Linked DNA regions of Sus scrofa: regions 2, 3, 4, 5, 6 and 7 are each linked to region 1. Evidence: chromatin contacts called from public HiChIP or PLAC-seq data. All regions are on one chromosome and are shown on one strand. Each heading gives the region's core, a stretch centred on a gene start, on an enhancer-like site or on the middle of the called end of the contact. The rest is flanking DNA. Distances are from core to core; before and after follow the strand shown.

What was found. HiChIP or PLAC-seq counts read pairs in DNA pulled down with a chosen protein or histone mark.
Region 2: an H3K27ac HiChIP or PLAC-seq map of skeletal muscle shows a contact between it and region 1. The contact joins two enhancer-like sites. A contact is called at or near these places in 2 of 47 Hi-C or Micro-C datasets (fibroblasts and skeletal muscle) and 1 of 2 datasets of contacts at active chromatin or transcription factors (skeletal muscle).
Region 3: a contact with region 1 is called in an H3K27ac HiChIP or PLAC-seq map of skeletal muscle. The contact joins two enhancer-like sites. A contact is called at or near these places in 2 of 47 Hi-C or Micro-C datasets (both in skeletal muscle) and 1 of 2 datasets of contacts at active chromatin or transcription factors (skeletal muscle).
Region 4: a contact with region 1 is called in an H3K27ac HiChIP or PLAC-seq map of skeletal muscle, with 3 times the contacts expected there. The contact joins two enhancer-like sites. A contact is called at or near these places in 1 of 47 Hi-C or Micro-C datasets (embryonic fibroblasts) and 1 of 2 datasets of contacts at active chromatin or transcription factors (skeletal muscle).
Region 5: a contact with region 1 is called in an H3K27ac HiChIP or PLAC-seq map of skeletal muscle. The contact joins two enhancer-like sites. A contact is called at or near these places in 3 of 47 Hi-C or Micro-C datasets (liver and skeletal muscle) and 1 of 2 datasets of contacts at active chromatin or transcription factors (skeletal muscle).
Region 6: an H3K27ac HiChIP or PLAC-seq map of skeletal muscle shows a contact between it and region 1. The contact joins two enhancer-like sites. A contact is called at or near these places in 1 of 47 Hi-C or Micro-C datasets (omental adipose tissue) and 1 of 2 datasets of contacts at active chromatin or transcription factors (skeletal muscle).
Region 7: a contact with region 1 is called in an H3K27ac HiChIP or PLAC-seq map of skeletal muscle. The contact joins two enhancer-like sites. A contact is called at or near these places in 3 of 47 Hi-C or Micro-C datasets (heart right ventricle, psoas muscle and skeletal muscle) and 1 of 2 datasets of contacts at active chromatin or transcription factors (skeletal muscle).

The regions. Positions count from the first base shown.
Region 1 is chr14:1,179,801-1,183,393 of Sscrofa11.1, forward strand. No RefSeq gene overlaps it. Among named protein-coding and RNA genes, the nearest start is that of GADD45G, 16 kb to the left of the region's middle. Within about 2 kb of position 1,826, at least 11 of the 83 cell types and tissues checked have an H3K27ac peak or open chromatin away from gene starts, as enhancers often do. A contact at or near this core is called in skeletal muscle, where this site is marked.
Region 2 is chr14:1,644,184-1,647,776 of Sscrofa11.1, forward strand. No RefSeq gene overlaps it. Among named protein-coding and RNA genes, the nearest start is that of DIRAS2, 320 kb to the right of the region's middle. Within about 2 kb of position 1,713, at least 10 of the 83 cell types and tissues checked have an H3K27ac peak or open chromatin away from gene starts, as enhancers often do. A contact at or near this core is called in skeletal muscle, where this site is marked.
Region 3 is chr14:1,558,325-1,561,917 of Sscrofa11.1, forward strand. All of the region lies in intron 4 of LOC106505879 (a long non-coding RNA gene), which reads left to right. Among named protein-coding and RNA genes, the nearest start is that of GADD45G, 390 kb to the left of the region's middle. Within about 2 kb of position 1,732, at least 28 of the 83 cell types and tissues checked have an H3K27ac peak or open chromatin away from gene starts, as enhancers often do. A contact at or near this core is called in skeletal muscle, where this site is marked.
Region 4 is chr14:1,538,445-1,542,037 of Sscrofa11.1, forward strand. All of the region lies in intron 3 of LOC106505879 (a long non-coding RNA gene), which reads left to right. Among named protein-coding and RNA genes, the nearest start is that of GADD45G, 370 kb to the left of the region's middle. Within about 2 kb of position 1,732, at least 5 of the 83 cell types and tissues checked have an H3K27ac peak or open chromatin away from gene starts, as enhancers often do. A contact at or near this core is called in skeletal muscle, where this site is marked.
Region 5 is chr14:1,490,647-1,494,239 of Sscrofa11.1, forward strand. The region is part of intron 2 of LOC106505879 (a long non-coding RNA gene); the gene reads left to right. Among named protein-coding and RNA genes, the nearest start is that of GADD45G, 330 kb to the left of the region's middle. Within about 2 kb of position 1,660, at least 3 of the 83 cell types and tissues checked have an H3K27ac peak or open chromatin away from gene starts, as enhancers often do. A contact at or near this core is called in skeletal muscle, where this site is marked.
Region 6 is chr14:1,466,796-1,470,388 of Sscrofa11.1, forward strand. All of the region lies in intron 2 of LOC106505879 (a long non-coding RNA gene), which reads left to right. Among named protein-coding and RNA genes, the nearest start is that of GADD45G, 300 kb to the left of the region's middle. Within about 2 kb of position 1,671, at least 8 of the 83 cell types and tissues checked have an H3K27ac peak or open chromatin away from gene starts, as enhancers often do. A contact at or near this core is called in skeletal muscle, where this site is marked.
Region 7 is chr14:1,447,293-1,450,885 of Sscrofa11.1, forward strand. It overlaps LOC106505879 (a long non-coding RNA gene), which reads left to right. Exons shown (of 6, transcript XR_002338446.1): 2 at 1,181-1,334. Among named protein-coding and RNA genes, the nearest start is that of GADD45G, 280 kb to the left of the region's middle. Within about 2 kb of position 1,824, at least 4 of the 83 cell types and tissues checked have an H3K27ac peak or open chromatin away from gene starts, as enhancers often do. A contact at or near this core is called in skeletal muscle, where this site is marked.

The DNA.
Region 1 (3,593 bases), core at 576-3,075:
CTAGCTGCAGTGCAGGTCAAGGATGAGGCTTGGATCCTGCATTGCTGTGGCTGTGGCTGTGGCATAGGCTGGCAGCTGGAGCTCTGATTTGACCCGTAGCCTGGGAACTTCCAGGGGGTGTGGCCCTAAAATCACACACAAAAAACCAAACTAAAACTAAAATTACCCTGAACGGGGGCATCTGCTGCATCCAGTGCACAGTAGCCCACAGTACTCCAGTTCTGGCTGAGCCCTGGCAGGAGAGAGGGTTGCCGGCACCCTGTGGGTTGGACCTTATCGGGGTGGCCCTGTAGAAAGGGCAGGGGTCCAGCTGCATGATGAGGCGGGAGCTGGTCCCAGGTTCTATTAGGCATGAGACCAGGCTCTGGGTTAGGAACCTGGGGGTGGGGGAGTTGGGGGGGGCCTGCCTTTGAATTCCTGACCCTTGACCCCTTTTCAGCTGTGACCTTAGGACTCTCAATACCTCTCTGAGCGTTGATGTCCATATTTTCAAGAACTCTGACCTCACTCAGTACCTGTGGGCTCAGAGGTGGCTGAGGCACCGATTGATTCCAGACCTGAGCCTGGGGTGGGTTGCTGGCCTCAGTAACTCAGTGCCGCTGGGAATGAGCCAGAAGCCTTTTTTGCTCCTACAAAAAGCTCATGAGCTCTTAAGGTCTCCCTGTTATAGGATTCCAATTTTATTTGGTCCCACAATAATCTGTTCTATCAGTGGCTTCCTTCAACACATACACACACACACACACACACACACACACACACACACACACACTCATACACATGCACACACAGACATGCACACACATATTTCTATCACTCAATCGTGAGGCCCAATCTTTGACCTTGCTGGACCTCCAACACAGACGGCCAAAGATGCAAGAATAAAAAGAAAGCTCCCTTTAAGAGGGTGAAGTTGCCACGAGAAAATTGCCCCAGGCTCAAGGGCGTAACCATGTCCTAAGTACAAGAGTCTTTTATTTTTTTTGCTTTTTAGGGCTGCACCTGTGGCATATGGAAGTTCCCAGGCTTGAGGCTGAATCAGAGCTGTAGCTTCTGGTCTACCCTGCAGCCACAGCAATGCCGTGTCTTTAATCCACTAAGTGGGACCAGAGATCGGAACTGCATCCCCATGGATACTAGTCGGCTTTGTTTCCACTGCACCACAGTGGGAACCCCAAGAGTCTTTCAAACATGTTCCACAGTTTGTTTTTAAAACTGCAAGCTTTGGAAAACAGACTGACAGTGCTTCTCTCGATTTTATTTCAGTCCCCCAGGCTGTACTTTCTGCGATGTGCCCTCTCTTCCTCTGACTGTCACCATCGAGCCACTAGCTGCACAAAATCCCATTGCTTGCAGCCCTCTCCCCAAACATTTTTCTCCTTCCCTTGGAAGCTGACATCAGTCCCATAAAAATGCAGAGAGACCCCCTATTTCAAAAGCTGAAGGATCCAAAGGATCTCTGCCTTTCCCGCAGGATAACTGTGCATCCCAACTCTTTCCTACAAGAATTCTCTGTCCCCAGCTCTTGCCTTATTATTCTTTTTCTCAGGGTTGCAAATTGCTTCAAATAAACAAGCTAGTACAGAAAAAGTAATGGCCGGAACGCTTGGTTTCCACTAAATGATTATACTATGGGAACATTGCGCCTTCTGGAATACCGGGGCGAGGTGATGGACGGACAGCCAGTGCACAGAATGTTCTGTTCTAAGCTCCCAGTTGGTGACTTCCATTCTCGTGCCTGGCCTTGCACAAGTTAGCAGTCAGTGAGGAGAACTTGAGCTCTCAGGGTTCTCCAGGAGCCTGTATCCTTTGCTCCGGGGACAAGATCTGGCGCAGAGAGCAGATTCCAGCGCCTGCACTGCTTGTGCTGCCTGGCTGACAAGCTCAGCCTCAGCAAGACGGAAGCTGCCTTCCGTTAGCGGATCTGCAGGGGGCAGAGGCTCTCCAGAGCCAGCTGGTGGGTGGGCAAGGCAGAAGGAAAACTCTCTGGTTGGGATCTGCTGCAGGCGGAACTTGCTGGAAGGCCAATCTCTACCTAGCAAGCTCACCTCCACTCCCCGCCCTTGCCCAGGGCCATATCCTGGTCCCTAGCCTCTCCCTGTCTCCTCTGCCCACTGAGCCCACTCAGACATCTCTTGTGGGAGTGCTGCAGAGGCTGACCGAGCAGAGATGTGAAGGGAGCCTGGCGTGACGTTGTCCAGAGTGGACTCCTGGTAAAGGCTGGCTCCCTCTCCCCGGCCTGGAATGTGAGCAATGCTGATTTTCTATTGCATGTTGAACCTGAGCCCGCAGCTTCACCCAGGGACTCCCAATCCCAGCCCACCCCCACCCTGTGGAAATCATGTCTACATGGCCATCAGGCTGACCCCTGGAGGCAGTCTCACCTTGGTTCACCTTTCCCCCTCTTGACCACCCCAGGGCCTGCTTTTATGGGAGGGGGCTCTGGGAAGCTGTTCTGTAGGACTGTGTTTCATCATTCACTGTCAGGGAAACAAATATTTCTTTTTTTCATTTTTTTCTTTTTAGGGCTGCACCTGTGGCAAATGGAAGTTCCTAGGCCAGGGGTCGAATTGGAGCTGCACAACCACAGCAACTCGGGATCTGAACCATGTCTGCAACCTACATCACGGCTCATGGCAATGCTGGATCCTTAACCAATGAGGGGCCAGGGATCAAACCCGCATCCTCATGGATATTAGTTGGGTTCTTAACCCGCTGAGCCACAATGGGAACTTCTAAATGAGCATTTATTAACACAGCCACCATGGGAATTTTCATGGAAGGAGGGTCTGCTGGGGTTCCAGGGAACAACACCAAATGAACTCAGGAGGCAGAGAAGCCCCCGGGAAAGACACGTACCGAGGAGGGTGAGAAAGCTGGGCCACAGGCAGCTGAACATGAAGGGGATTGAAGTACTTTGGGCACATGATGAGTTGGCATTTCCTTTTTATCAGAAATTGAAAGGAGAGAGGGTTCCCAGGTAGCCACGGGGCGTCCCACCATCTTCCTGGCAAAGAGCGAGGCCACAGACACGTGGATGGAGCAGCTCTGCAGCTCTGAGAGGCTCACAGAACTTCTGTGTCATAAGCCAGAGAGCAACTGAAATTACACATTCGTCCACATTTGCTGTTGTTGAAAGACCATTGAAGCAAGAATCCCCGGGCTCGGCTTCGTGGCGCTTCTGAAGCTGGTCTAGGAATTGTTTACAAGACTGAGTGCAACATGCTGCCAGGAATTGTAGATCCCAACTGGACTTCTCGGATATCTGCAGGAACCAAGGAGCCAGACGAGAGGGAGGGAAATCATCGGAGCGAGAAGGAGGGGGAGCCAGATCCAGCTCCCTGGCTGACTGGGGTGACCTGCCTGTGTCCTCACACTGCCCCACAGCCCTCTGCTGGCAGGACCTCCTGTACCGCGGGTATTTTTATCTCCATGTTAAGGGGTAGTTTGCTTTTATTGTCCTAGTTCCCCATCCATACAGCCTGCCGTCTTCCCTTCCTTCCTTCTTTCTTGGCACTGGAGACACACATCCGTCTCCTTTCCAATCCTTCTGGCAGGCTCGGGGCTCCTGGAGGAGAGCAGGAGGTCACTGG
Region 2 (3,593 bases), core at 463-2,962, 460 kb after region 1:
GTCTCAATCTGGTGCTGTCACCAAGCTTGGCATTCCATAGAATGTCTTAAGAATCCTTCAGTGTACATAAATGTTGGAGGATCTCACCTGCAGCCTGAGCCTTGGGAAAAGGAAACTGGATACCTAGAGACTGAAGGTGACTCAAATAATTAAGGACCAAGGTCATGTTCCCTGGGAGCAGAATGGGGTGTCTCAGAGCCCCTCTTTCCCGCCCTGGCTCTGGGTCAGGCTGGGGAGTGAAGAAAGCTGCATCCCCAGGGCTGAGAAGTTGGCATCTTTCACAATGGAAGGAACACTGGCACCAGAAGGCCTGTTCCGAGGTAAAAGGGCAGCATGTGGGTACAGTGGCCCTGGCCCAGAATGTGGGTGAGCGAGCCCAGGACCCGTCTCCTGGGCTCCCAAATAAACAAAGGCAGCAGGACGGATGTGGAGGCCACCCCGGGGCAAATTTCTCCGTGTTCCCATCAGAACACGGTCCGGGGCTGACACCCAGTTCTGCCAGAGTCGCCTTCTGTGTGGTTCACCTACAGCAACCCCAGGGACCCAGCAGCCAGGAGCATGAAGGACAGCCAGTGGTGGAGCCAGGGGTTTTCACCTGTCCACTGCGTTTCACTCGTTTCTTTCTTTTTTTTTTTTTTTTTTTTTTTTTTGGTCTTTTTAGGGCCACACCCACAGCGTATGGAGGTTCCCAGACTAGGGATCCAATCAGAGCTGTAGCTGCCGGCCTACGCCACAGCCATAGCAACACAGGATCCGAGCCACATCTGCCACCTACACCACAGCTCACAGCAGTTCTTAACCCACTGATCGAAGCCTGGGATGGAACCTGCGACTTCATAGATACTCGTCAAGTTCATTACCACTGAGCCACAACAGGAAATCTCATTCACTTTTTGATGGTGCCACGGGCAGAAAGACCCAGGGCTTCTAGAAAGCGGGCCGAGCTCCTAGGGCTAATGGAGGTGAGGATGAGCAGAGCCAGTTCTCAGTCAGGACCTGGGGCTGCAGCTCAGAGATGGTGGGCACCATCCGTATGGAAACTCATTGTCAGCGTGCCCAGGAACGGCATTTGTGGCTTTAGTTTACCAAGCCTTCCTTCCTCACTTAATCTCCTAATAGCCGGGGAAACAACGTGGCCCCATTTTGCAGATGAGAAAAGCGGGGCTCAGAGAGGCTAGTTAGTAAGTAAGTAAAGCCTACTGGGGTGCCAGGCCTTCTCGCTTGGGACCTGTGTACCATCCAAGCTTTTGTTTGTGTGCAAACCCAGCGGTATTTTAATCTGGGAGAATTTAATCATTGTTAATTTAATTCATTTAATTATTCCTTTTCCCATAACATTCTTATCACAGGTCCCAGTAAAAAGGCGGGGCCAGAGTTTTCCATTGTCGCTTCAGAAGAAGATCAGCAAAGCAATGGATGATTATTACAACCAGAGGGGGTCAAGGCTGAGGGCAGGTGAATAAAGGAACTGGAAAGAATGGGGCGCACACCCGAGGTAGGGGGAGGGGCTGCTGCATGTGTGCGGTCACCCCCCTCTCCCAGTCAGCGGGAATCCACAAAGACAGATTTAAAAGGCAGGACATACAGCCCCCTTGGCCAGTGTGGATGAGAGAAGGCAAAGGACCCAGTGGGGAAAAGCAGCAAAAGAGGAAAGTTTCCACGGAAAGAAGGTGCGTTCTAGGAAGCGCCTGCCCCCTAGCGGTGACCTGAGTAGCAGCACTTGAGCCCTAGGCTGGAGCCGGCTGGCAGGCGCTGCTGGGGACTCCTGGTGCACAGTGGTCCCCACGTTCCTGGCCCTGGTCAGCAGGGGGACACAAGGTCTGGGTGATTATCTCTTCCTCCAGGTGAGCAGCGCAGAACGGGGGTCTTCTTCCCCAAACAGGTCTGCCTTGAAAAGAAAGCCTTGAAGAGGCACTTCTGGGGCAGCTGGTCATCTAAAGTAGTTGTGCCTCACGCACAGATACACACACACACACACACACACACACACACACACACACACACTCTATAAGAAGACTCTCAACCATGAGTTTCTGCTGCCACCCAGAGGTTCAGCTGTAGAAAAAGCAGATCCAAGAAAAAACCACGTTGAGATCTGAAAAGCTGATATCTGCATCCAAGAGGAGCTGCTGATTTTTTTTTAAAACGAGGGCCAGATAGGTTCCATTTAGGGAAAAGATACATGTGTTATTTGGATAAGGACTCTTGAATTAATAGAATCTACTTCCCACTCTTTTGAGCTCTGAAAATCATCTCTATGGGTGTGTGTATGTGTATGTGCATACATATGCGTGTGAGAGAGAACTGTGCATTGTGTGTATATATGTGTGTATACACATGTGTGTGAGTGTGTGTGTGTGTGTGGTTTCTAAGACATTCTTGTAGTAAGAATCCAAGCCAGAGGAAATATCTGAAAGTCACAGGGAGAAGGTTGGACCACTTGACATTATAAATTCACAAGGAAGTAAAGCCCTCTGAGAGCTCCTGAAACCACCTGGCTCAGGCTTCCAGATCAATCAGTTTGGTAACCCTTACCAAGACATGGAAATAAAGCTCAGTCTGGAAGTCCTGAGATTTTAAATACTCTCAAAGTTGTCCTATTGTCCAGTCAAGATTGAGGAGTGGTCTGCATCAGAGGGCAGCAAATTTCATTCTGGAAGGGGCCAGATAGTACCTTCAGCTTGGTGAGCCATACCTTCTCTGTTGCAATGATTCAGCTTCACCTGTGTAGCCTGGCGGCAGCCACAAATAATCCATAATGAGTGGCCATTTCCAGATTCCCACAAAATTTTACTTAAGGACACTGATATTTGACTTGCATGCCCTTTTTTAATTTGTCATGAAATTGTTTTTCTTTTTTCATTCAATTAAATATTTTTTAAAAGTATTTTTATTATTTAAAATATTTAAAATTTTATTATAAGAAATAATATTTAAAATAAATCAATAAAATTAAAATAGATTAAAATAATAAAATAATATTAAAATAAAATAATATTTAAAATATTATTGCATATTTTTTCATTCATTTAAAAATCCAAAAGTCATTCTTAGCTCACAAGCCATGTTCAAACAGGCAGCAGCAGATTTGGCCCCGGGGCTGCAATCTGCCAGCCTCCGGTTCCTGTCACTGACTCTGGCATAAAGCTCTACATCTGCAAATTTACATCGGATTTTTTTTTTTCAAATTTACACTGGATTTTTAACTACCACAGGATAACTGTGCCTTGTAATATTATCAACAAGGCTATTGGTATTTTATTATTGATATTTTTATATGTACACAGGATCCATTTTTGTTCTCGATGGCGTATTGAATGGGCAACTCTGTCCTTTTCCACCGAGGGGAATAGTAAAGCTAAGTTCCAATTTAAGCTTCTTGATGACCTCATCCATAATGAGAAGCCCCAGACCGTCCAGACAGAAGCATCCTTTAATCTAAGGCTCAGAGAAGGGATTAGGGTGACAGTTTGGAGATGGGTTACTTGTGATCTTTTCTTTTCTAGTCAAAGACTGTTGCTTTGAAGACTTACAGATCAAGAATGTTGTAGAGACATATTTGTACTGCTCTAAGTGAAGTTTGCAAGTAATGT
Region 3 (3,593 bases), core at 482-2,981, 380 kb after region 1:
CAATTTGGCTTAACCAATGTAAATTAAAATAGAGACTTAAAAAGGTAATAAAATACCTCATTTTCCTGTATGGAGCTGAGTGTGCACAGGGAAGAAGGAATAATTTAATTAAAAGTCAGAGACTTAGAGTTCCTGTTGTGGCTCAGTGGGTTAAGGATCTGACATAGTCTCCATGAGGTTAGTTTCAATTGCTGGCCTCGCTCAGTAGGTTAAGGATCTGGAGTTGCTGCGAGCTGCAGCCTAGGTTGCAAATGTGGCTTGGATCTGGTGTTGCCATGGCTGTGGTGTAGGCTGCAACCGCAGCTGTGATTTTACCCCTAACCTGGTCGATTCCAGATGCTGCAGGTTCGGCTGTAAAAAGGAAAAAATTCAGAGCCTTTTTAGTGTTACTATTAATGAAATCATAGTAACAATAATAAGGATAGGCCTGTGTAAGAATGACAAGGCTGCCCTGTCATTTGCTCTGGGTTGCATATTTCTGATAATCTAGAAGCCAAAGGAATGGGCACCTCTCTGGAGGGTCCCAGGCAGCAGAGTGAAACCCTGACATCCAGGTATCAGGGTATCACTACGTGTTTTTCATTACTTGTGAACCTGGTGGGCTGTGGTTGGGATCATTTTTTGCAGGGTCTTGCCTAGTGGTTCTTTCTGACCCTGGGGCCACGCTGTAGGGTTTTCTATGTCTGCATTCAAGCAGCAGAGGAGATACTTAAAATACAGGCTTTTATCCTTCACAGAGATGATCCATCTTTGCAAAACAGCCCTGGGTTTTCTTGCAACACACTCGGAAGTGGCTCCAAGACTCTGTTACAGAAGAAATTCTTTAGTAGAACTTTTTCATTCGGAATTATCTAACCAAAGTTCTGACAATGGTGGAAAGGATAAAAATAATTACTCTGGATCCCAAGACAAGCTGAACATCTGGGTTATTACCATTGGTTTGGGTCCAATACCAACTTCCTTGCCCCCCCACCCCCATTCAGAACCCTTTGATTTGTATGCTCCTTGCTGGGAGAGATGGAAAATGCCAAGTGCCTAAATGCTTAGCTATTTCATTCCAGGATGCATTCCTTTCCTTCTAGTCACTGATGCCAAAGGAAAGTGGGAAGGATAGACTTGCAGCCTCCAATGGGGATGCAGTCCAGAGATTGAATTGGTAACTGTTCTGCACTTACAATGAACATCGTTGCCATAGAAACCCAGCAACAAGACAACTGAGAATCTGGTTGACTGAGACAAATAAATGTTTTCCTCTCATGGCTTGCAGGGAGCCTGATAAATTCTGCCTGGTTCCTCTCTGCTGGGGTGGCAGGAGCTGTATCAAAATTCTTTTACTGCCCTATCCTCATGTGTCAGACTGACAAGGACCCCTGTGTATGTTGATACAAGCCGGCTACATGACAGTATCCCACAGCTGCAGTCTGATTGCACCTGCTTATTTGCAACAGGTGCTGTGTTTTAAGACCCAAACCCCAGAACCTGGATTTTCAGGGGGGGCAGCTGCTGAATTTTTGGTTGGCTATTTTTCCTCCATGGAGCAGTGGCCCTCTAGAGAAATTGGAGCATCTGAAACCTTATCCTCACCTAAAGAACACTGTCAGGATTTTCCTTTTGCTGGGCCTCCAGGGCCGCAAAGAAGGATAAGAAAAGGATTTGGGCCACTTGCCTCAGCTTTGAAACCAGAACGCCAAACCAACCAGGCCAGCATGTGAGCTGCTGGCATTTCAGGAATGTACACGCTAAGAATCTAAGTGTCGAATGCATTTGACTAGTGAATGTGTGTTTACCCTAGTTGGCAACGTTCAGGTCACAAAACGAAAGTGGCAACTGGAACCTTGCCTTTTCTGCTCAACTTTGCATAACAGGGTGCATCAGCTTAAAAATGTCAACAGCGAACACTCCCATACAAATCTATTCCCAAGAAAAATACTGTGGGCAGTTTCTATTCTGGGAGAAACTTCTGGGGAAGAAAAACCTCATTTGGGTGCTATCCATCATGCTATTTAAGTCAAGGGAGATGTTTTAAGAGCAAAAATGCAGCATTTTGTAACATTTCTACCTACTCAAAACGCAGATGCTCCCGCAAAGTCTTGAAGGTTGCTTGTGACCCAGGCTCACGGGGCTGGTTCTTGAGGCTTTTTGACAAGGGGGCTATTTATGCCATTGAGGGATGGCAAAATATATGGTTTCTTTTTTCAGAGGTAAAAATGCCACAAAAATCATGGAAAACCAAGAAAGCACAGGAAAGTAACTAAGTAAAGAGTATGCATAATCGATCTGTGATCTCTCCACATAAAAATAATGATTCTACGTATTCGGGGGTGTTAACTCCTCTGAGGGAAGAGACTTAGGGATCATGATGAACCTCCCGGCTGAGCTGTGGTGACAGCCAGGGTCAGAAAAAGAGAGAGCGGCTCAGCTGGGTATTTCACAGTCAGCAGAGGTGAGGCCATTGTCAAGGTCCCTTGGTGAGGCCAAGTGTATGAAGGCTTTTAACAGAGGAGACTAAAAAAAGTCACAATGAGGGGGTTCCTGTGAACTTTCCCTCTAGGAGGGAACCTGTGGCCAAAATTGTTCAATAATGCTGGTTAACAAGGAGACGTAGGTTTCGTTTCCATGTGGTTTCTGGGAGCACTTTCCCCCACATCTCATGAGCAGCCCTGGGAGATGCCGCTGGTGACCTCAGGGTACCTCTTGATGTACCAGCTGTGTCCCTTCTTATTTTGCAAGGGCTGCTGCTGCCTCAGCAACTCTGCACGGCAGCCTGGTGTAGGCTGCTCAGGTTCTTCTCACTGCCATGCACAGCACGGCTGTTTTTCACGTCTCCTGTGACTCAGAGGATCCCAGTGTTACATAAACACGCCCGAGTGTGTCCTATGCGCGGGTTTGCAGCTCTCGTGGTTCGTGTCTCTTTCCTTGCCCAAATCAGAATTAAAGGATTTTTTGTTAAATGATACGCTGCTTGAGGTTCTCTATGCGGGAAAGTAGAAATGTGGCTGGGTCACATCAAGCGGCAGGACTGCCTGTCGCCTTGGTGTTAGTCGCCTCTGAGTGGTGAGCTCTCCCGTCTCACCAGACCTTTGCCAGAGCCTCTATTTTAGGTGTGTCTTGTGTTCACTTCTTGGCAGCATATTCAGTTAGGATATTCATAGCAAGCTGCTGAGTGCTGAAGAAAATCAACAACAGGTTTCTTTGAAAAGCTCGTAAAGATCTGTGATAATGTGTTTGTTCAATGCGTAGACCGAAATGAGGAGGCACTAACTGTGGACACGATTACAGCCAAATGCAATAAAAACTGAGTTGTACCATGTACAGTGGTCTGGAGGTCAGGATCCTTTTGATGACCCCCTGATGTTTTCAGCTCCTTTTGTACTCTGTGAGTGTTTACAGGTTTCACCACCTTAGGTGGGGATCAGAGGTGCCACTCACCAGGCAGGTTTTAGGATGATCATCGGGAAGGACAACAGAGCAGGCTGCCGTGCTGAGCACACGTGGCAGCAAAACAAGGCCAGAATGATCTGGAAACGAATACACTTTGGAGGAAGAAAAAAAATCCGGCTTCCTATTGATGCCCTAATCAGGTCTTGGAAACA
Region 4 (3,593 bases), core at 482-2,981, 360 kb after region 1:
TTTTGGCTCAGAGGAAATGTATCTGACTAGTATCCATGAGGATATTGGTTCAATCCCTGGCCTTGCTCAGTGGGTAAAGGATCTGGCATTGCCATGAGCTGTGGTGTAGGCCGAAGACACGGCTTGGACCTCACATTGCTGTGGCCGTGGTGTAGGCTGGCAGCTGCAGCTTTGGATTCAATCCCTAGCCTGGGAACTTCCATATGCTACAGGTATGGCCCTAAAAAAAAAAAAAAAAAAAAATGGGGGGGATTGAAAAGAAAAGATAAAACTCTCACTTTTCATAGATTATGTGATTACAAATGAAATGCGGAGAATGTAGTTATAGACACACCTTTTTATAACTTCCGTAAGAAAATTCAGTAAGGGTGCTAGATACAAATGAATACTCAGAAATCACCTACCTTTTATATTTCCCTACCCGTGATTATAAAATACGCTCTTAAAATGTCAGTAATTGTGGCGATGAAAACTAAGTCTAACAAAACCAGGCAAGAACTTTAGGGAAATAACCAGAAGATTGTATTAAGCATCCTTTAAATAAATGGAGACCCATCTCATGTTCACGAGCTCAGGAGTCTCTAAAGTCATATTTGATGAGCGAAGCAGGCATGACACACCACCTGATCCTCAGGATAAAGATAAAAACAGAGGAGGTAAAAGGACCTCAGTGGGAGCGAGGCTTCCACACTTCACTTGAAGTGGTAAAATAGAAGGTCTAATGTTACCCACTTTAAAAACTGCCTTTCTCAACACCATGTTCCCTTCATTATTTCTTCAATTCTCTTTGTCATTTCACAGCACCACTTCTTAAGACACTTTCTCCCCTCCACTTAGCATCATTTCCTTTGCCCTCACATGGCTCCACCAAAATTGGTCTTTTCAAGATCATTTGCAATTCTGGCAAGGGTAGCAAACAACTGATACTTTCCCGAAGTGTCTCCCGTAATCAAAGGCATTTTCCTGTCAGCTGTCTCTGATGTCAGGATTATTCAGAATCTTTATTTTCTGAGTCACCCTCCCTCATTGCCTTTGGTGCTCTGACAATAGAGCTATAATAGCTTTACGCCTTAAAGCACAAACACTCTTACTATCTCATACCCCGGCTGGCATTTTATCATCTGTAACTATTTGTTAAAACAGTTGAAACACTTGCGATTAAAGCCTGCTCACATCTGCTGAAGCCTCAGCTTTGACACATCACTGGAATCTGTCAGTGGTGTGAGGAATGACAGCTTTGCCCTTTAAATTCCAAAGGCAGAGAACCAAAGTACAAATTCTCACTGTATATGGAATGAACTCTTACCAGAGTTAAGCTTTGTCCTACTTTCTCTCTTACATTTTTTGATGTTATGCAAAATAATGGCAAATGTAGACACGGAGCAAAAATTAGTCTTTTTATTTATTCTTATGTTGACAGCACTTTGAACTGAACTTGGAGAATTTTGAGTTCAGTTTCAATTTGTAAAAGTGCACATCTGAGTGCCAAACAACCTCCAGTCACATGAGGGTTATCTGAAGCCCAGGAATCCTGTTCGTACCCAGCACTCATTTTTTCAAGTTGAAAAATAAAAGAAAGTAGAAGTGAAGAGATATGCGTATGAAAAGAGTGCGTTGTGTGTTGTGTGTGTGTGGGGGGGGACTGACAGTGGGAGAGATCCACAGAGGTAAAGGGAGAATGATGAGCAGGCAAATGAGGTAAGAGACCCTCCTCGGTGGCTGGCACAATGGATGGGTTTGGATCACTTATCACCAAATCCACAGAGAAGGTGATAGATAGGCTAAGCAGATGGATGATGTGGTGAGCCACTCGGCACTGTAACGCTTTCTCATTTTGCTGCATGAATCATCAGTGCCAGCTCTGCCCATCTTAGGGAGTTTACCATCGTGATGGAGAACAAATCGTGATGGAGAACAACGACCAGATGAGAACTGCGCTGGCCACTGCACGTTCATTAGCCTGCAAGAACTGCTAAGAGAGCCACCGAACATCAGAGCTAACACCCACCGCACTCCTTCTATCACCTGCCACGCTTCACACCTGCTACATTAATCTTCCCAGAACATGGCTTTGATCATGTTACATCCTGGCTCCAAAATATGCCACGGCTCTCCACTCTCTGCAGAACACAAGCTCCCTCTATGAGTGTGCTCAGGCTGCTATAACCACAGACTGTGCTATAACCACAGGCTGCTATAACCACAGATTAAATAAAACATTTTTATAGTCCCCTAGGTCTGGAGGCTGGAACTCCAAGATGAAGGTGTCAGCAGGCTTGTTTTTTTGTTTTGTTTTGTTTTGTTTGTTTTTTTTGTTTGTTTGTTTTTTTTTTTTTTTAAAGAACATGAGGGATAATCTTTTCCAGCCCTCTCACTCAGATTCTGGTGGTTTGCAGGCAACCTTTGTTGTTCCTTGGCTTGTGGATGCATCACCCTGCTCTGTGCCTTCAGCACCACACATGGGCTGCTCTTTCTCTGTGTGTCTGTCTCTGTGTCCAAATTTATCCTTTGTATGAGGACATCAGTAGTGTTGAATTAGGGCCTACCTTAATGATTTCATCCGAACTTGACTGCATCGGCAAAGACCCTGATTCCAAGGATGGTCACTCTCTGAGGTACTGGGGGTTAGGACTTCAATGTCTCTTTTTGGGGACACCCAGTTCTGATCATAGCACTCTTCTAGTTTAGCAATCAAGACTGTCTACTACCTTCTCCGACCTTCCTTTGCCATCTGTATTCCAGACTCCAAGTTCCTTTCTGACCATGCCCATTCTGGCCAGACTGCTCAGATACTATCTTGCCTGGGAGACTCTGTCTTCCTTCTCAGGTCTGTCCATCCTTTAAGACCTAACTAAATGGATTTTATGGAGGTTTTCCTAGGTTCCTCCAAACCGTGGTAATACATGTGAGCTAATTGAACATGCTTTGGCATATACCATAGTTCAGGAACTATTCAGATTTGCTTGCAATTCTTCTCTCTTGCAGGGTTCTACCACCCCTCTAATTGGGCAAGGAAGACCTTTGCTCCAGGTGTGCATGGAATGAGGTGTCCACAGAGCCAAGAGAATGAGATATTGCATCACCTTCTAGACTCATTTTCCTGCCCCTAAATAGCCCACAGTCTGCTCCCAAGTCCCACCCTCCTGAGAACAGACCTCCCCACCAGGGTCTTACCCCAGGCCTGACAGTGACCAAGGGATGCTAGAAGGGGTGAAGAGAGCATGGATGTAGCCAGAGACATTCATGGGAGGCCCTCATGGTGCAGAACAGAGCCAACCAAGGGGAAAGGAGGGCTGTGATTGCACTCCCAGGCTGGAAGCTGATCTTCTCAAGTCAATGCATCCAAGAAAAGAGAATTCTAGATTCCAGTCTGGTCTTCCCAGTCACAGTGGAGGTATATTTGTCAAGGTGGAGGAATAGAACATGCTAGTCAGCGGTTTATAAGCTTGATGGATAACTTTGAAATATTTAGCCTAGGAGTTACTGATGTGGCTCGGTGGTAATGAACCCAAATAGTATCCATGAGGACATGGGTTCGATCCCTGGCCTCGCTTAGTGGGTTAAGGATCTGGTGTCGCCATGAACTGTGGTGT
Region 5 (3,593 bases), core at 410-2,909, 310 kb after region 1:
TGCTCTGCTCTCTCTCTCTCTCTCATCTCTCTCTCTCAAGCCACTGTTGTTCATAGCACTAGGTTAGGTGGTTGGTTGGGTTAAGTTTGAGATTGGCTTCGCTTTACTATACTATCCTGTAGCAGCAAGTTCCTCATGGGATCTATTTTAGAATCTGGTGGATGGGGTACCTGACCACCAATTTTAGTGTATGATGGCCTCCTCCTGACCAAAGAGCTGTTGGGTCGTATTTCTAACAAGTTGATGCGATATTTTCATTTTAATAACCTGCCCACCTATGATCTGAGAAACAGTCCTACTAAAACGAATGAAACTCCTCTCTTTTCTTCTCTCTCTTCTCAGCCTATTCAAGCCCTCACTTCTAAAAAACACACTCAAGGCTTCCCTATAAGTTGAGGCTGTTGGGGCAGTTGCTTCAGTCCTCAGCGCTTTGTTAGAACTGATCAATGTGCACTTAGTGAAGCCATGCTTTGTTCATCCCTCTAGTTTCCTACAACTGACTTCTTGATGGTCTGCACTCAATCCCCACCTCTGCAACTTGTGACAGACAGCCTCTAGGATGGCCCAGGAACCCTCACCTTCTGGTACACACACTCCTGTGTGGTTCCCACTCCTCGAATGTGGGCGGGGCCTGCAGCTTGGTTCTGACAAATAGGATAAGGCAAAAGGGTTGGGATTTCACTTCTGAGATTAGGTTGTAAAAAGATGGTGACTTTTATCTGGGTCTCTCTTGGTCTTCACAACTTGTTCTCTGGACCTGCCAGCAGCCATGTGGGCAACCTCAGAAGCTGCTCTTTCCCAAAGCCAACTTTGAGCTGACTGCAGCCCAACCAACACCCCAACTACAGCCTGTATGAGATCCTGGGTCAGAGACAGCTCACAAAGCCATGCCCTGAATCCTGATCCACAGGAACAGTGAGATAAGACATGGTTGTTGTTTCCAATCACTGAGTTCTGGAGGGATGTTTTATGTGGGCTATCTTTTAGAACCCCTTACAGATTCTTTTCTCCATCTTTTCTGTACTGTTCTCTAGAATTTTCCAGGGTTGAGGGCTTGCTTAAAATATACACATTTGATCCTACCCTCAGAGATTTCAATTGGATGGGGACACTGAAATCTCCGTTTTTAACAAGATTCTGGGGGCTATGGATGAAAGTTCAAGGAGCAAGCCTTGGGATTGCTGCCTGAGCACCTTTTGGAAGTGTTGTCACCACAGTTATAAGTTCATTCTGAGTCATAAAGGTGGAGATCTGCTTCATTTATGGTCATTCAGTATCATCTATGGAGCACATGCCACTTGTTATAGGTTGTATTTTCTAAAGAATTCTGAAACAATAGCTCCTATGTGCTCTTCTGCAAGGTGAGCTTAACACTCCCCTATTCCCAGGTTGAGTCTAATTCTCACCTTTATCTGAACTGGCTTCATGACTCACTTGTAATCAATAGTATGTGGTGGAAGTGACGCTGTGTGACTTCCACAGTGAGACCAGCAAAGCCATGCCTTCTGCCTGGTTCTTCAGGGACCCTGGCTCTACAGGAAGCCAGGGTCCATGAGGGAAGTTTGATGGTCTCAAATCACCATGCCAAAGAGGCCATGAGTACAGACTTTAGTTGACAGCTCTGCTCAGCTGTCACCAACAGCCACCATCATCTGCCAGCCATGTGAATGAGCCTTCAAGAATGGCCAGCCCAGTGAGCTTTTGGTTGACACCTGACTCTGACCCCTCTCTTTCCAAATTTCTGATTCAGAAATCATGGCGGCTTTGAGTGCATAAGTACTTTGGGGCACAGCTCTAGTGGAACACCACTCCAGCTGGAAATATAGATGAAAAGGCATGTTCTCTGCTCTCAGCTGAATAACTAAAACCATAGACAGAAAGAATTATAATCAAATAAAATGATTGTGATTTTCTGGGGAACATATACAGAGATAGAAGGCACCAAGGAGAATGAATCTGGAAGAGAAAAGTCATACGTAGCATTTGGGCTGAGGTTTGCCACACTCCCAAGCTGAGGGTGGTACATCTAGAAGCATCAACAAGCCCTGAAAATTCCATGCAATTCAAGGGGGGAGGGTGAAGGGCTGACAAAAGTGGGTAGGCCTGGCATGGACCAAAGAGCTCCTACATGGGGAACCAACTCTACCAGGCAAAAGAATGCTGACTTTATCTGGTCCCAGTGGGTGAGCCACCAGAGATTTTGGAATATGCTTACCTGGGTGGGATAAACATCCATTTGTTGGTTAAAATATATAAAGCTATAACACTTTGCCAATCAACTAAGGAGAAAAAGAAGTGAATTGCAACTAAAGCAGTTTCTATTTAAGTCCTTGTGACTCACCCTATGATTGAGCAGAGCTTACTTAAGGCCGGTGCCCTCCCTGTAAACACCTGTCACTTCCCTAGTTTGCAGAGATGCTGGGAGGCTAATGAGATCACATGTATGGAATGCACGCGAGCTTCTAAGAGAGAGAAACCAGATACATTCAAGATATTATTATCATTCCCCCCCACCCCCCCGCTGATCGTCTGGAAGTCAGCTTTCTAGCAAACCCAAGGGTTCAGAAGCCAGACATTTCTAAATAAAGGAAAAATAAAGAAAGGTATTTGGCCCCAGAGAAAGCAGGAAGCAGAACCGGAAACAACTGAAGAGCCAGAGATAACATGAAACAGGATACAGGCTGGTCACGAAGGAAATCCCCACACTTCTTGGAGGGAATGACAATAAAAGCCAAGCCATTGGATGTAGGCATCCAAAAGCAAGTGGTGCCATGGGGGAGGATGGACAGGAAAGGAAGGAAAGATAGCAGGCTGGTGGGCAGTGCAGAGATCAGAGGATGCTGGCCGGCGGTTTGAGAGTGGAGAGAGCGGTAAAGCTGGTGGAAGTCAAGGAGGAGGGTTTGGAGTGGCCAGTGGCCACCGGCCTCTCCCAAGCTTAGCAATGAACTTTTTTTTTGCAGAATGTCCTGCAGATCAGGGGGCATGATCTGCCTTTTTGGCAATGTGGATGTAGCAGATATTTCTAAGTAGTGAGGTAAAAAACCAGATGCTCTTAGGAGGAGCCCATGGTGTGACTGCTTGGGCATAGACTTGAGTTGGGGGGAGGGGCACAGAGGACAAGTTAGGAGGGCAGTTAGAACAGGCTGGGGAGGCTAATGTTCCACTAAACAAGACAATGGCTACCATTGTCATTGCATGGTTTCAATTGTCTGCCACTTACATGAATAGCATTTCCATATGGCCACACCCGTAAGACCTCCTGAATCATGACACCTCCTTTGCAAAACAAACACCCCATCAGGTATCCTAAGATTTTCTTGTACTCTTGCAGCCAGCTGAATGCACCAGATCTGGAGCAAGGAAGGGAAATGGGCGCAAACTCAGTCAGGGACTCTCCCTTGGGGGTGTGTATTTTTCCCATTTTAGCTGGAAATCCTTGGCTGCTCCTTTTGGTCGTGGGTCTGTGAACTCATGCAGCCTCTTGCTCTAGCCTCCTCGCTGTGGTCTGGATGCCGGAAGACTCTTTGGTCTTTGGAAAATGCTTCTCTGATCATGTGCCCTCTCTCTCACCTCAGACCTGCACCTCCTCCTCC
Region 6 (3,593 bases), core at 421-2,920, 290 kb after region 1:
TGCCCATTTACACCCTGGAAAGTTACTGCAATTGATCTTCTCACTCATGGTATATGAAGACATATTTTTCCACACTCTCATCAATATAGGTTGTTACAATTGAAAAAAAAATTGCCAATTGGGTTAACTAAAAAAGATACCTCACTATTGTTTCAATTTGAACTTTCCCAGATACTGCAAATTTAATACCCCTTGTATGCGATGGTTAGTGTCTTTAATGGGTCATTTGCACGGCTTTTGTGAATTTGCAGATGGTTCTTGACCCCCTTATTAATTGTAGGAGTGAGTTACTACACTACCAATTCTTTTCTTTCTCTTCAGTGTGCAAAAGGAGTTTTCAGTCCAGCTTTTTAAAAATATTTTATTTATTGTGGTTTTTGGTATAAAGAATTATGAAAATATTCAATTCTTTCAATTATTAAGTCTTTAAATTAAAAAAAAAAAAGTTGTGAATTTTTTCCCTCCATGGCTCCTGGGTTTCCTGCCATGTTTAGGAAGCCTCTCTTACCATTTACTTTTTTTTTTTTTTTTTTTGTCTTTTTTCTATTTCTTTGGGCCGCTCCCAGGCATATGGAGGTTCCCAGGCTAGGGGTTGAATCGGAGCTGTAGCCACGGCCTACGCCAGAGCCACAGCAACGCGGGATCCGAGCCGCGTCTGCAACCTACACCACAGCTCACGGCAACGCCGGATCATTAACCCACTGAGCAAGGGCAGGGATCGAACCCGCAACCTCATGGTTCCTAGTCGGATTCGTTAACCACTGCGCCACGACGGGAACTCCACCATTTACTTTTTGATCTGAGCGCGTACTGCTCATGGGCTGTATCCGTGTTTATACTGCGCTCTAGGCAGCTTCTCCATAACATCTGCAAGATCTACACAAGGAGGGAGCGGCTCACAAGGGGGCCGTCCACCTCGATGATTGTTCTTGGTGGCTCCACCCAGGCCAGGCCAAATCAGGAGGTGACCTCATTCCTTCTGAATTTTCTTTCCACAAGACCAAGTGGCTGGGTGTGGCTGCTCCTTCCACTGTTGAATTCTTCCAGGCATTGCATAAAGGAAAGAGCTCACGGAACAGGTTCTTGTCCTAAGGCTGTTTGGAAAATTCATGGACTTTTTTGGGAAAGAATTCTCTTCTTTTTCTAAATAAGGGGGAAGAAAGCCAGAATTATCAGTGCAGGCAAGGTTCTCACGCAATGTGCAAATTCCTTCTTTAATTTTTTTTTTCTTTTATTTGGTAGGAGCTGGCAGTAGGACGATAGCATGAATTCCAAGTTGGATTCCCTCTGCCTCCTGCCCCAGGTGGCCCAAGCTAAGTGCATGGCTCACAGTGACCCCTGCCAGGTCTACTCTGCCATGGTGGTGCCAGCACTAGTTCCTATTGGGAGCCTCACCCTGGGTCCCATCCAAAGGGCTGATTTTGCCAGCACAGGGGTTTGCTGTTTTCCTCAGGGTAGCATGCACAGAGGTAGGAAGGCTGCACGCTTCTCCACTAAAGACACGGAGGTCCATATTTCAGAGTTTTTAAATGAGAATCTCCTGTTAGGCTGCTGTCATGTGATCTATCTACAGTGACACACTAGCCTTTGGCAACGATTCTGAAGTGCAGCCGGTAGGTTCACAGCAGGACCCTCCAGCTGGAAGAGCCCCCAGTTTGAGTCCTGCACACCTCATTGACAGCTCTGTGCCCTGATCATAGAGTGGCACTTGGCCCGTGGCAGGTGCCACCACATACTGTGGTGTGAATAAATGAGTGAGGGTTAATGCCTCTCTCATAGGATGTGGGGCTCAGAAAGACCATGCCTGTGTTAAGTCCAGCACCACCCTGCATGGACTGCATCCAAACACCACGCGGACCTGGGCCCTGCCTTTACCTCACCCCTTAGCACACATCCTTCCCTCTGGTCCTGTTCCAGTGTGGACACCCCATCCATCCACCCCAGTGCTGCAGTATCACAGAAGAAAGCAAACTATTGTAACACCATCTCTTTCCAAGTACAAAAGTGTGCAAAAGTAAAACAATGTATACTTTTAAAAATATGTATGTTTGTAGTAAAACATTAGAAAAAAAAGCAAGGGAATGATGGCAAAACCAAATATCTAGGAAATAAAATAGAAAGAAGCAGCCCCAGGATTTGGGGACATGGCAGGTGGGATGGCAGGGACGGAGTCTGGGCTGGATGATAGGAGGGTAAGCTCTACCCATCTTACTGGTACAGGCACTGGATGTAGGGGTGTGACATGCCCCAGACTGCAGAGTTAGGTGGTGGCAGGTCCGGGTTCAAGCTGACGTTTGTCTGGCTTCCAAGCTCATCACTCCCTCTAGGAACCGGGAACCCGTCATCCATAAAGCCGTGTGCAAGGATTAGCTCATCTGGGGTCGGGTGGAGAGTGACACAAGGAGACAGCAGGCAGGGAGGATGACCAGTGTCCAGGATGGAAACTTCAGAAGGACCAGAGAGAAAGGAAAGAGACCTGGGGAGAGTGTATGGTCTGAGAAGCCCACGTTGGGGGAGCAGAGCAAGGGGGTATGGGCAACAGTGTGAAACAGAGCAGATCACGGGACCACTGCTGTGGACTGAATGTGCCTCCTCCAATTCAAATGTTGAAGCTGAACTCCCAGTGTGACTGTATCTGAAGACAAGATTTTTTTTTTTTTTTGTTTTGCTTTTGAGGGTGGTGCCTGTAGCACATAGAAGTTCCCAGGCTAAGGGTGAAAGCAGAGCTGCAGCTGCCAACCTACACCACAGCCACAGCAACATGGGATTCAAACCATGTCTGCGACCTACACCACAGCTCACTGCAACACCAGATCCTTAGCCCACTGAGTGAGGCCAGTGATGGAACCCGCATCCTCGTGGACATGAGTCGCGTTTGTTACCACTGAGCCACAAGGGGAACTCCTGAAGACAAGATTTTTTAGGAAGTAATTAATGTTACATGAGGTAATAAGAGTGGGGTCCTGAGTTGCTAAGACTGGTAACTTAGAGAAGAAGAAGAGCCAGCAAAGCTCTCTCTCTGCCATGTGAGCGAACAGCTAGAAGACGGCCATCTGCGAGCCAGAAAGAGAGCTCTCACCAGAAACTGACCCTGGGGACACCTTGACCTTGACCTTCCAGCCTCCACTACTATGAGAAATAACTTCTGTTGTTTATGCCTCGAGGTTTGTGGTATTTTGTTATGGCAGCCTGAGCAGACTAACTCTGGGGGCGGGGGGTGGAAGTATCACTGGGGCAGAGATGGCCTGGAGTCTCCTATGTAAACTTCCAGAAGCTGGACAGTCATTCGTGAAACATCCTTGGTGAACAGATGAGAGAGAGAGTGAAAGAACCTGGCCCACTTCCACCAAGCCGTCCCTCTGGATGGCAGGGATGAGGTCTGAGAACAAGAAGACAAGCGTACTTGGACCTCTAGTTTGGCCTCTCAGAGGGAGGAAGAAATCAAGCACATGTCTCTTCATCCTCATTCTCTACAACAAAGGGTGCCTCTGGCATACCAGCCCTGTCTTCTCAAGACAGCGACCTTAAATAACCACTGTACTTACTGGTTTCCAAATGCAGAGTTGGGCTGCAAAGGCCAAGTTGTCCTTTCA
Region 7 (3,593 bases), core at 574-3,073, 270 kb after region 1:
TCCATTTAGAATGGATAAGCAAAGAGGTCCTACTGTACAGCAGAAGGAACTATATCCAGTCTCTTGGGATAGAACGTGATAGAAGATAGTATGAGAAAAAGGCTGTATATGTTTATATACACATATGACTGTATGTGTGTGTGTGTGTGTGTGTGTATGTGTGACTGATCATTTTGCTGTACAGCAGAAATTGGCACAATACTGTAAATCAACTATACTTTAATAAAAATAAAATTAAAAATAAAAAAATAAAATGTGAAATGGGATGGAATAGGAGATAGCAGAATACACTTAACCGTCCATTCGTTTCCTGTGGAACTTAAAACCTAAGATGTAATGCATTCCCCTCAGATTTTGACACTAGGACCCCATCTACCTCTGCGAGGTCAATGGCCCGCTGCCTTTAGATCCCTGCCCTCCACTCCCAGCCACCCCCTATGTTTCCCGTGCATGGAGAGCTTTTCCTCGAATTTTGATTGGCCACCTCTGCCCTCCACGCACATTGATGCTCAGATGTCAGCTCCTCTTAGAAGTTGCTCCTGACCCTGCTCCCTTCATCTGAACCCTTAACCTCCCTTCATCTTTCTTTGAGGAACTTAGCGCTACCTGATGTGAGTACAGCTGGGCGATTTTTGCTGTGATCTGTCTCCACCATTTGATTATCAACTCTGCCTGCGAAGGGACATGGTCCCGTTCCCTGCCGTCAGCCTAGCAGCTAAGCATGATGTCTGGGGCACAGTAGATGCTTAACTAATAGTTTTTGTTTTTGCTTTGTATTTTTTGGGGCTGCATCCACAGCATATGGAAGTTTTCAGGCTGGGGTTGAATCGGAACTACAGCTGCCGGTCTACGCCACAGCCTCAGCAACTCGGGATCCAAGCCACACCTGCAACCCACCCCACAGCTCATGGCAACACCGGATCCTTAAGCCCCTGAGCAAGACCAGAGATCTAACTTGCATCCTCATGGATACTAGGTGGGTTCCTTACCTCCGAGCCACAACAGGAATTCCAATAGTTGTTAATTTTGAAGGAATGAATGAAAAATGAAATTGATAGCCATCCTTTATCATGGAACAATGGTGAGATCAAGTAAAATAATCCCAAACCAATGCCCAGAACATAGTTAGCCCTCAATAAATGCTAGGTATCAGACTGTTTCACTTTCTCTGAATTTTCAGGCCATTCGTGACTCTTGAAACGTTTAAATATGTCATCCTAGAAAAGAAACATACCCTGTGTTCCCCAGTGAGTGAGCATTTCTGAGATGGCATCATGGTTCTTTTAAAAGCTGAAAATGATCAAGTGCCCTGAGAAGACATGAGTGGATAGAAGGTATGATTGCAGTTTCCAAAAGCATGCTCAGCCTGGGAGCCTGAGGGATTTCAGTGCAGTTGGCATGCTTTCACTTTCTGTGGTCATGAGATCTTCATACTTCAGAGTTCACAGTGCTTTCTGAATACCAAAGGCAAAAGATATTTCGAGTATGTGTTGAATGGTTTCAAATCCACAGATTCTTTGGGGTCCCCTTTGTTCAGTTTTAGAGTGCTCCCAGCTCCCTATTTGGAAAGGATTTGGAGAAAGGAGTCCCTGGATGCCGGGAGCTCCTAGATGTCACCGGAGAAATATTTCTCTCTTGTGACAGCTTAATAATAGAAGCACTTTGCATTCACACATTCATGCTAAACTTAACTATGTGGTCATGGCTTGGTCTCGGAAGATGAGGTATTTTACCTGTGAAGGAGCAGGGTAGAAACGAAGCTATCTGAGGAATGCATGTGAGGTGGCCCAGCACACTCCTGGTACTCTTGGTGGGAACATTTGGTCCCACTCATTATCAGGCCAAACCGTGTCTTAAAATAGGCTTACCATGTGGTCCTCTAAACTAGGAGAGAGTCAATCTAAGCAGCTGAGACCGAAAATATTTCTCAGGTTGATCTTTTGAATCGGTGTGGTGGACAAACTTTATGGCAGAGTACCAGAATGTTGCCTGCATCCTGTTACTATGGAAACAATCATCCAACTACATAGTCTCTGCATATTTATGTGTGGGTGTCAGCCTTGGGGACAAAACCAACTATTTGCTTTTACTTCGCCCTGCTAGAACTTTTGAAAAGAGTATTCCTGGAGTTCCCGTTGTGGCTCAGCAGAAATGAATCTGACTAGCATCCATGAAGACGAGAGTTTGGTCCCCGGCCTCACTCAGCGGGTTAAGGATCTGGCGCTGCCATGTGCTGTGGTGGTGTGGGTTGCAGACATGGCTCAGACCTGATGTTGCTGTGGCTGTGGCATAGGTCTGAGGCTACAGCTCTGATTCAAGCCCTAGCCTGGGAACTTCCATATGCTGTGGGTACGACCCTAAAAAAAGCAAAAAAGAAAAAAAAATCCTAAACCATTTAGAAAATATACTTCTTTCTTTTCCCTTTATTCTTCAGTATTTTTTTTTTTTTTTGCCTGTTTGCCCCTGTCATCCTGTTCCCCAGGTTTCATATATGTTTGGTATTGACTTATCTCCCATGTGCTGGGCACCTGTGCTAAGCACTTCCATGTTTTGTTGCTGCTGATTTTCTTGGGAGGTATATGAAGTCAGTTTTACTAAGTGCATTTTACAAATGTGGACAGTGAGGCTTTCCTGCTCTTCCTCATCTGGGAAGGATAAGAACCAGTGATGCCACTCAGGTCTCTGATGTTGGAAGGCTCGTTCACAGCCTCACTTCTATGGGACCTTCTGGAGAAGTAACGGGAGGCCCTCAGGACTCAGGTGTCCTGCCTGGACGACATCCACAGCCCACTTCCAGGAGGCTGAATGTCGACACCAGCCGGGGGAGCTGCTTCCCTGGCCAGCCCTCTCCTCTTCCTCCTGTGTCGCAAGGACATGCCCCCAGGCTCCTGGAACCAGGGCATATCAGAGTTTATTTTGCAGTTGCACTTTGGGGAATTATGGGATGCCCGAGGCAGTTCCTGGAAATTGATTTTCAGGAGTGCAGCTGTGCCAGTGAGTGGACTTTGGGTGGGGGGAATGTTGGTATTGCGGCGGGGTGTCCCAGGCTCCCTAGAAATGGAAGAGCATCCTTAGGAAAGCTGATCCCACCCAGGGTCAAGAAGGGTCAGGACGGCTCAAACCTAACGATGCTATAGGTCAGGGAGGGAGGAGCACTGTGTCTCCCAGGCCCTGGTTTTCCTTTGGGGTGGAACCAAGCCCTAAAGACACCGTGAAACTGGGTTTGGGGAGAGAGCAGGGTGTCTTCTCCTTAGTGGGAAGAAGGTTGGTCAGGATCCTTATTGCAAGTGCTAGGTCAGGCCGATGATTTGGCCAATACCTTTCACACTCATTTGAGTTTCAAATGGTGTCTTAGAACATGGAAAGTTCAGCCAATGTCACTGTGTTTCAGAGGCCAGAAAGGCAGTGGTCAGCATACAGATGATCATGGGGATAGTGGGTTCTCTATACTTAGTGGGACAGAGTTTCAAAAACACATCCTGTGGACCAAAACCCCTGGGGGCACTGGGGCAGTTGGGAAAAGGGAGATGATGGCTAAAGCCATCCTTACTGTGGTCTTGCTGGGCGAAAGGGCTGAATGTTAGCTTGATGAA